Linked DNA regions of Sus scrofa: region 2 is linked to region 1. Evidence: chromatin contacts called from public promoter capture Hi-C data. All regions are on one chromosome and are shown on one strand. Each heading gives the region's core, a stretch centred on a gene start, on an enhancer-like site or on the middle of the called end of the contact. The rest is flanking DNA. Distances are from core to core; before and after follow the strand shown.

Region 1 (4,230 bases), core at 1,107-3,606:
ATAAAAATAACTCAGGTTCTGCCATCATGTCATTTCCTAGTTTCTAAACAAAAATAAAACCTGAAACTGCTTTGTGTAAAAGGTACACACAGCCATAGTTACAAGTTTTCCTGCCACTGTATTTAAGGCCAACATTACTGGTATCATTCACACATTTACAAAACTCAATCACAGCCCAAGGGTCAATTTCACTTGTGCCTAGACATACATTTGGTACAAAATATATACTTTATTACATGCTCCTCTCTCTAATCCCCACTTCAACCTCTCCAAAATTCTAAACTTCAAACCACAAAACTTGCAAGTTCATCTACTGTTTGTAATTTCTAATCAAGTTTTCCCGAGCGAGGAGAAAAACACCTTGTTCCTGAAAAGATTATGCGGGGGGAAAATCACTTGCCCAGGCAACTTCCCTCCCATCCCCCACTTCCAAATCAAATGCAAAAACTACTTTTTAAAAACTTCAGCGAATTCCTTAACAGAATACTTAACAATAATCATTGATCTCTGCAATGAGGCAAAACGTCCAATCAAAAACAGTAACAATAAAAGGAAGAAAGAAGGAATTCACCTGAAGAATCTAGCCAAACAACTTGAGTTATATAAACAAAACCCTGCAACAGGGGGAAATGGTGGGGGGATGGGGTGAGGGAGAAACAAGAAGCAGGAGAGACAGACTTTTCAACTGCGTTTCTCACACTACCACTCCCCACCCGGATTCCCCTCTCCCCAGGGATTAGCTGTTCACAACACTGGGCTCATTTCCTCTCTCCCCCCACCCTCTAAATTACCCCTCAAAAAAATGTCTCGATTTGTCCCAAGAACCTTCGCGAATTTCTCTAGCTGGTCATGAAATAATCAGTCTGGACTCCAACCAAAACCACTGCCTGAAGGACTCTTATCAGTTAGAGCTGTCCCACTGCTACCTTCAGAGTACACAAAGTTGGGGGGGGGGTCGGAAAATAAAGGGTGTCATTTGGCAAGATCAGGATAATTATTCCCCAAGAACCTTATTCTCAAACAGGGAGTTTGCTTAAATGGCTAGCACAGGGGCTATTTAGTCAGGGAGATCCTCTTTCTCTCTCCCTCCCCACAGCTGTCATAGCCACAATATGGAGGGTGGCTGGCTGGAGGGCCTGGGGGTCCTCACCAAATACAACTATGGGTGGGATAGGCATTGTCGGTGGGGTTCTTCCAGGGACAAGGAAGCTTAACAGGGGTCTCGGATTGAAAACACTCAGAGCTCTTTATTACAAGAGGGGGCACTGAGTAGAATACTCTCTTCCTAATATAGAAAGGAATTAGGGATAAAGGAGGTCACTTGAGTTACCCCAGTTCAAGAAGCATTGTGAGTGGAGGGAATGGAGGCATCTCAAGAACAGGAGAAAGGCTTCACTCTCGGGAATTTCTATATCGAGTCCCTAAATCCAGAGCGAGCAGAGAGGAAAAAGAACGTGGGCTCTGTAGTGGAGAGAGGTGGCTGGTCCTGCAAAAAAAAAAAAAAAAGAAAAGAAAGAAAAAAAAAAAAAAGCCGTTTTGGGAGTCCAAACGTCGTGGAGAAAAGTCACGGGCACTGGGGGTGCAGAAAGAGCGTGGAACAACGCACATTTCGGGGTGCTGCAGATAAAGGGGGAGCCGAGAAGGCTCTCAGCTCCTGGGAGGTGCCAAGGAGCCTCCGTAGGCACTGGGGGGAGGGAGACGAAAGAAGGAGCCTCGGACAGTGGCCTGGAGTGCCCCTGGGCCCCTGTTTAGGTTTCAAGGGGGTGCCGTGGGCATCCCCATACTGCCCCCCACATACAGCCCGAATCCCCCCTCCTCGAAGGATACAGCTTGACCACGTCTGTGTCCATCCGCCTCTTGCCCGGACTAGGGGATGACATGGTGTCGCCGCTGCCTCCCCGTCGCCTGCGCCGCCGCCGCCTCTCTCCTTTCCTCGGCCCGTCTGTCACGGGCCCTGGGCCCCGGCTCTGAGGAGCCCGCGGTCGCGCCGGCTCCTCGGTGGAGGTGGCAACACCCCCGCGGTCTTGTCCGGTCCCGTCAGCCGCCGCCGCCGCCGCCGCCCCCCGCACGGGGGAACACCGGGCACTGTCCGGCCGAGTGGGGGTGGGGACCCCGCGGCGCCCGGCTCAGGCTGCCCCTCTCCGGCTGTGGGTTCCGCCTCGGCCCAGCCCCGGCGCGCCTCTGTGCCGCGCGACTCTCCCTCCTTCCTGCTCTAGCTCGCTCGCCTGCTTGCCTGCTCGCCCGCTCACCCTCTCGCCGGCTCCCTAGCAGCCTCCACGACAAGCGGACGATTCCTGCTCAGTCGGCCTCTCTACCCCAGCCTCGCTCTGGGCGCCGTGACGTCACCTCTGTGACGTCATCGGAGGGGGCGGGTCCGGCTGGCAAAAGGGGTGGGGTGCCGCCGCCGCCGCGGCGTGAACTTTTCTCGAGGGATTCTGGGAGATGTAGTTCCACTTTCTCCTGACCGCCCAGCTCTCCGCCCCCTCCCCCAACTCCCCCACACACTTAATCGCTCAACTGCCAGTGTCGTTATCATCATCATAAACGATAATGGTTAAATAATGGCACTATTATTACATCCATGTATTTTAGGGTAATGACCCTCCTTCCCACGTACACTGTTAAAAATTCTGTTTATTTGATTTGAGGAAGCCAAGGTGGCAATTAACCCAGTCACCAAAATCTGGAAATTCCTACACAAGCATTTCCCTGCACTCTGCTCCCTCCTTGGAGGGAGAGAATTTGTTTGCATGGATTGTAGACTAGAGCAAGGCATCTCTGAGCTTGCAAATCAGAGTTTGCTATGCTCCTGTGTATAGGGTCACCTTTTCAAGGATTAGAGTTGAGGCGGCCAGGCCACAAGGCCAGAAATAATTTAGTACTAACATCCTTATTCTATTCAGTATGAGGTGATTTCACAAAATGAATGACTGATAGAAGCAGAAATACCCCAAACATGCTCTTCTTCAGGCAAATTGTTCTGCCCTCCAAACTCCTATATCAACCCCATATACTTCATCATTCAGTAAGTATTTATTGAGCACCTATTGTAGTCATCACCCTGCTGGACATGAGGATATGGTGAACTAAGAAATACTTTAAATTTACACGGCACTCCCAATACGGTCTAGATTTAGAGTGTCAGCATCACCTGGGAACTTGTTAGAAATGCAGGCTAGGGCTCCACCACAGACCTACTGAATTAGAATTCGCAATTTAACAAGGTCCCCAGGTGATTCCTTTGTGTAGTAAAGTTTGAGATACACCGCTCTACAAAGCTCTCCAAAAGAAGTGACGCGGAACCCAGAAGTCAACCCGCCAAAGGAGGCAGGAAAAAGTGTTCTAGGCAGCTCTTGTATTTATATCCCATTTTCACTGCCACCTGTTTTCAAAATTTTTATCTATTCCCTTGTTCCCATGAATACATTTGAATTTTGTCAAACCATGTGCTGTGAGTTGGGTCCCCTTATGTAACAGCTATACACACACACACACAAACCTGGAGCCAAACTTGGCTCCCCACTCTCCTTCACCTGAGTATCTCCCACTCTTGTGATTCCCAAGCTTTGGTGTACTTCTGAATCACCTGGGGAGCTTGTTAAGCTCACAAATGTCCAGGCCCCACCCTGGGAATTCTGATTCAGAGGGTCGAGGGTGGGGCTTGGATGTCTAAGTCTTTAACAAGCTCCCCAGATGATTCTGATGCAGGCCAAAGTTTGAGAACCACTCCTGATAGATTCCACCATAGGCCTCAGCACTTGCCAAACACCTGCCTGACCCCTCTAGGTGGGTCCTGCACTTCCATAACCTCCTCTGCAAATAAGGAGGTTTCTTCCCCACCTGAGAGCAAGGTGGTAAGCTCAGAGAACCCACAGATATTTTTTCCAGAACAGAAAAAACTGATCAGGGATGGGATACTTGAGTAAAAAGGGCATAGAGGGATCTAGAAATTTTCCCTGCTGCTTTAATTCTCACAGATGTTATGCTGCCGTGATCTAAGCACTAAGCAAAAATTATTAGCGAAGTATTTATTTAGAGAGACTTGTTCTGGACTACCCTGGAGAAGGTAGGGCTGCTCTAGCCAGGAATGCAATGGCAGTTAGCCTCTGAGCAGTTGTCAAAAAGGAATCAGCCTTCCCAGTAAGTATCTTAACTCTGAGTTACTTAGGACAAACCTGCCCCTCCCCAGCTCTTAATTATGCCTCAGTTAATTGCTTACATCCTCCCCAA
Region 2 (4,359 bases), core at 1,673-4,172, 620 kb before region 1:
TCTGAAAGCCAGACTGTGAAGAGAAAGCTTAAGAAGTTCTTGCGTCTGGTGGACTTGAGGGCTTTGTGGAAATGGCAGTGTTCAGATGCCTTCCAACTCATAGTGTGAGGCACAAATTTCGAAGGCAAGATAGAAAAGACTCCATTCAGGATAGTATACTCCACGAATGAACAAATTTCCTTTTTCTTTTCTTTCTTTTTTTTTTTCTTTTTAGGGCTGCATCCACAGCATGTAGAGGTTCCCAGGCTAGGGGTCACATTGGAGCTACAGCTGCCGGCCTACACCACAGCCACAGCAACACAGGATCCAAGCCACGTCTGCGACCCCCACCACAGCTCATGGTAACACCAGATCTTTAACCCACTGAGCAAGGCCAGTGATCGAACTTGCAACCTCATGGTTCCTAGTCGGATTCGTTTCTGCTGAGCCATGAAGGGAACTCCGAACAAATTTCCAAGACAGCAGTAGCTCAGGGAAGGAGACCAAGGCAGGTGGTTTCTCCCTTTCCTTCTTACCAGGGAAAAAATATTCCAAAGACTAGATGTTCAGTGGCCTTCTGGGCTTGTCAGGGCCATCACTTACTTTATGAACAACCAGAAACTCTAAGGTCCTCTTTGCCTCAGTTTCTCTGAGAATAAAGAAGAAATGACCTAGCCCATAATCTGTCACCCAGAGGCAATTGCATTTTAATGTACTGTTTTTATTCAAGTATTATTTACATAGCTAAAATCTAATAGGAGTTCCCATGGTGGCTCAGTGGGTTACGACCCCGACTAGTATCCATGAAGACAAAGGTTCAATCCCTGGCCCTACTCAGTGGGTTAAGTTGATTGCTGTGAGCTGTGGTATACAGGTCACAGATGTGGCTCAGATCTGGTGTGGCTGTGGCTGTGGTGTAGGCCGGGAGCTGTAGTTCCAATGTGACTCTTACCCTGGGAATTTTCAGATGCTTCAGGCATGCCCTAAAAAAGAAAGAAAACAAAATCAAATAAAATATGCTAATTTATTTAGCTCACTATTTTATCATAAGTATTTATTTCCCTTCATCACTGAAAAAAAGTTCTTAGCAAACTTAATTTTAAAGGCTATATAATCATTCCTCTGTTGTTGGACATTAGTTTCAGATACCTTTTCATTATTCAAAATAAATCTGCCATACAAGTCTTTGGGTTTACATCTTCAAAAAGAAATTAAAATAAATAAGTTTTAAGTTTTAAAATAATACAGAAAAGTACAAGGTAAAAAAAAAACACTTCACATCCCATCGCTTAAAACAATTGCTATTTATATTTTAGTTAATATTCTTCTCTGTTGATATATTTAATCCGAATTTCAATTATCTCCCTGGAACCCAGCAAGACTCTGCAAGGCCCTCCCTGTCTGCTGTTTGTATATATATAAAAAAAAAAAAAAAAGGCTTTAGGAGTTCCCTTGTGGCACAATGTTAAGTACCTGATGGTGTCACTGCAGTGGCCAGGGTCACTGCTCTGGCCCACTTTGAACTCTGGCCCAGGAACTAACCACCACATGCCTCAGGCATGGCAAAAAAAAAAAAAAAACCAAAACAAACTAACAAAAAACCCAAAGGGCTTTAGTTTCCCAGGCCTTCCCCAAGTTCCAAAGAGCAAGCTGAAGATGTCAGCAGGACAATAGCATCACAGGACTCCTTGTTCCTCCTGAAGGGATATAGATAACAATCTGATGTGTGTCTGAGTTCTACTAAAACTAAGACCCCTACCCAGGAGGAAAATGGTGACCACATGTTGACCACAAGCAATAGGCCGGTTGGAACCAGAAGGCTGAGATCCCAGAGATATATCACCTGGTTATGGCACCACCAACCCATTAGAATAAGATCACACACCCTGGAGCCCTCAACCCCAATTCTGCCTTAAAAACTTTTCCCTGAAAACTATGGGGGAGTTAGGGTTTTTTGAACTCCAGCTGCTGTTCTTCCTGGCACGCTGCAATAAACTTTCCTCTGCTCCAAACTCTGATGTTTCGATTTGTTTGGCCTCACCGTGCCACAGGCATACAAACTTGGGTTCTACAATATCCCTAGTAGAATTAATAGGGCAAAAGAATTGGCTTTGTTTAAGGCAATGGTTTTCATTCCTTAGTCTTGAAATTTTGACCTAGTGATACCTAACTTCTTTTTTAGACTGATACTAAACTCCAAGCCCAGAATGTGCCAGAAATTGCCACAACAGGCAATTAAAAACAGGACCATGTTATTCCTTCTAAAAACAAAGCCAGTAAAGGTGTGAGGTCCTAATTTCACGGACGCAGAAAAATTAAGTCACTTGATTAAGCCTGAGGCCAGCTCTCTCCCCACCGCTTTTCCTTTAAATGCCTGCTCACGTGATAGCAGAGGTGCACCCTAGGAAGAAATTTACACTGTCGGGGTAGAGTCAATCTTCCTCCACCTTCCCAAACTTAGGGTTTCTAGAGCTAGCTCCTCGGAAGCCGCAACTCCTCTGGAGACCTTCTCTTCCTCATGTTCTTCTTCATGTCACCTATCCTCACTTCTTTCTTTTAGTCGCCGGCGCTAAAGCTCCATCTCTGCTACAGAATCCCGCTTGCCGGAGGAAGGGCGACCGGGACTACAACCCCCAGGGGGCTTCGCGGGCCCCGCCCCCGGCGGCGCGCAGGGGTGGTCGGGGGCTGAGGTCCCACCGTCTCTTCGCCGCCTTCGGCCCAGAGCAAGCGCACTACAGGTTCCGTGGCACCACACGCGCGGGCAAGCCGGACGGAGCGGTCTGGGGCGGGGCGGGGCGGGGCGGGGCGAGGCGGGGCGGGGCGGGGCAGAGAGGGGAGGGAGAGGCCGGGGCCGGCGGGCGGGTGGGCAGGCGGAGGAAGTGGGTGGGAGCGGAGGCGATGGAGGGGAGGAGTGGGGGAATGGGGGAGGGAAGGGGAAGGGAGGCGGGAGGCGGGGCCGAGCTGGAGCTGGAGTCTGAGCCGGCGGTTGCAGTGGAGGCGGTGATGTCGGTGCAGGTCGTGTCGGCAGCGGCTGCCTCGAAGGTGCCTGAGGTGGAGCTGAAGGACCTGAGCCCTTCCGAGGCGGAGGCGCAGCTGGGACTGAGCACGGCGGCTGTGAGCGCCATGGCCCCTCCAGCAGGCGGTGGGGACCCTGAGGCTCCAGCTCCCGCGGCGGAGCGGCCCCCGGCCCCTGGCCCGGGATCGGGGCCCGCCGCGGCTCTCAGCCCCGCCGCTGGGAAAGTGCCTCAGGCGTCGGCCATGAAGCGGAGCGACCCTCATCACCAGCATCAGAGACACCGCGACGGCGGCGAGGCCCTGGTCAGCCCCGACGGCACCGTCACCGAGGCGCCGCGTACAGTCAAGAAGGTATTGGGGCCGGGCTGCCTCTGTCGGAGAGGGAGGGTAGGAGGGGGAACCGCAGATCCTCGCGGCGCGGCGCCACCCTCCACGCCCTCTCTTGTCATCGTAGAAGCCGAGAGATCCCTTTCGCCCTTAAATCCGCTCTCTCGGAGATGCCCCCTTCCTGGCCCCATGCTGAGGAGTGAAGACTCCAGGGGGTACGGCCGTACTTCGCTGGGAATAACATGGAGGTAGCGCTCTCGCCTACTACTTGGAATAGTAGGCTGGGAGAGGAGAGCCACCTAATCTTAGCCCTCGCTGAACTCCCCGACATGCTCCGTGTGTATGTTCCAGACTGTCGGGGAGAAGACCCCGATGGTGTAGAAAAACCTCACTGCTTATGAGAGTTCACTCAGCAGTAAGGGTTCTCTCTTGGAAGAACGAGTAAGGAGTAGTTACCTCGCTCTGAGATCCTCAGTTGTGTGGTTTCTGTGCAGATGATGACTTTCTGCCGTTCTTGTCCAACCACTTCCATCGAGCAGTACTGATGCTGTGCCCTTCATTCCAGATTCTGCGATCTCCTTACATCCTCTCTGAATGTAGAAGGGTAATGGACTCTCTTCACTCTTTTCTCTTCAGAGGTTTGTTCTCTCTGCCCAGTAGTTGGTCGCCACCAAGATTATTGTACTGTGTATGAAGAGGTGATTGTTTTATTAGGTCTTTCATTATGATCTGAAAGTGTTAGGAAGTGTTAGGAATGCTTCTCTTTTTGGGAAAAGCGATCACAGTGGGGTTTTCTGTCTCAGCTGTCAGTTTCTTCCAGACAGAGTTTTGAAGAAGAGCACCAAGGAGTAGGTGTGCCTAGATGTGTGATTTTAATACCCATCCCAGTATTATTTTTAGGATGGCTCTATCTATGGTGTGTTTCTCCTCTCATAAAGCTAAGTCAGTACAGGAAAAAAAAAGGGGGAAATATTGCAAAAACAGCAATGTGGATCACATCAAAAGGGATGATTGCTCTAATTTCTGAGGCATGATGTG

Evidence for each region. Promoter capture Hi-C pulls out the DNA fragments that hold promoters and counts their contacts.
Region 2: a contact with region 1 is called in a promoter capture Hi-C map of liver, with 5 times the contacts expected there. The contact joins the promoter of AHCYL2 here to the promoter of UBE2H in region 1. A contact is called at or near these places in 1 of 5 promoter capture datasets (liver) and 1 of 2 datasets of contacts at active chromatin or transcription factors (alveolar macrophages).

The regions. Positions count from the first base shown.
Region 1 is chr18:18,817,738-18,821,967 of Sscrofa11.1, reverse strand. UBE2H (ubiquitin-conjugating enzyme E2 H) reads right to left here and starts at 2,356. Exons shown (of 5, transcript XM_021078796.1): 1 at 1,828-2,356. The coding sequence starts at 1,880.
Region 2 is chr18:19,440,402-19,444,760 of Sscrofa11.1, reverse strand. AHCYL2 (adenosylhomocysteinase 3) reads left to right here and starts at 2,922. Exons shown (of 17, transcript XM_005657758.2): 1 at 2,922-3,345. The coding sequence starts at 2,983.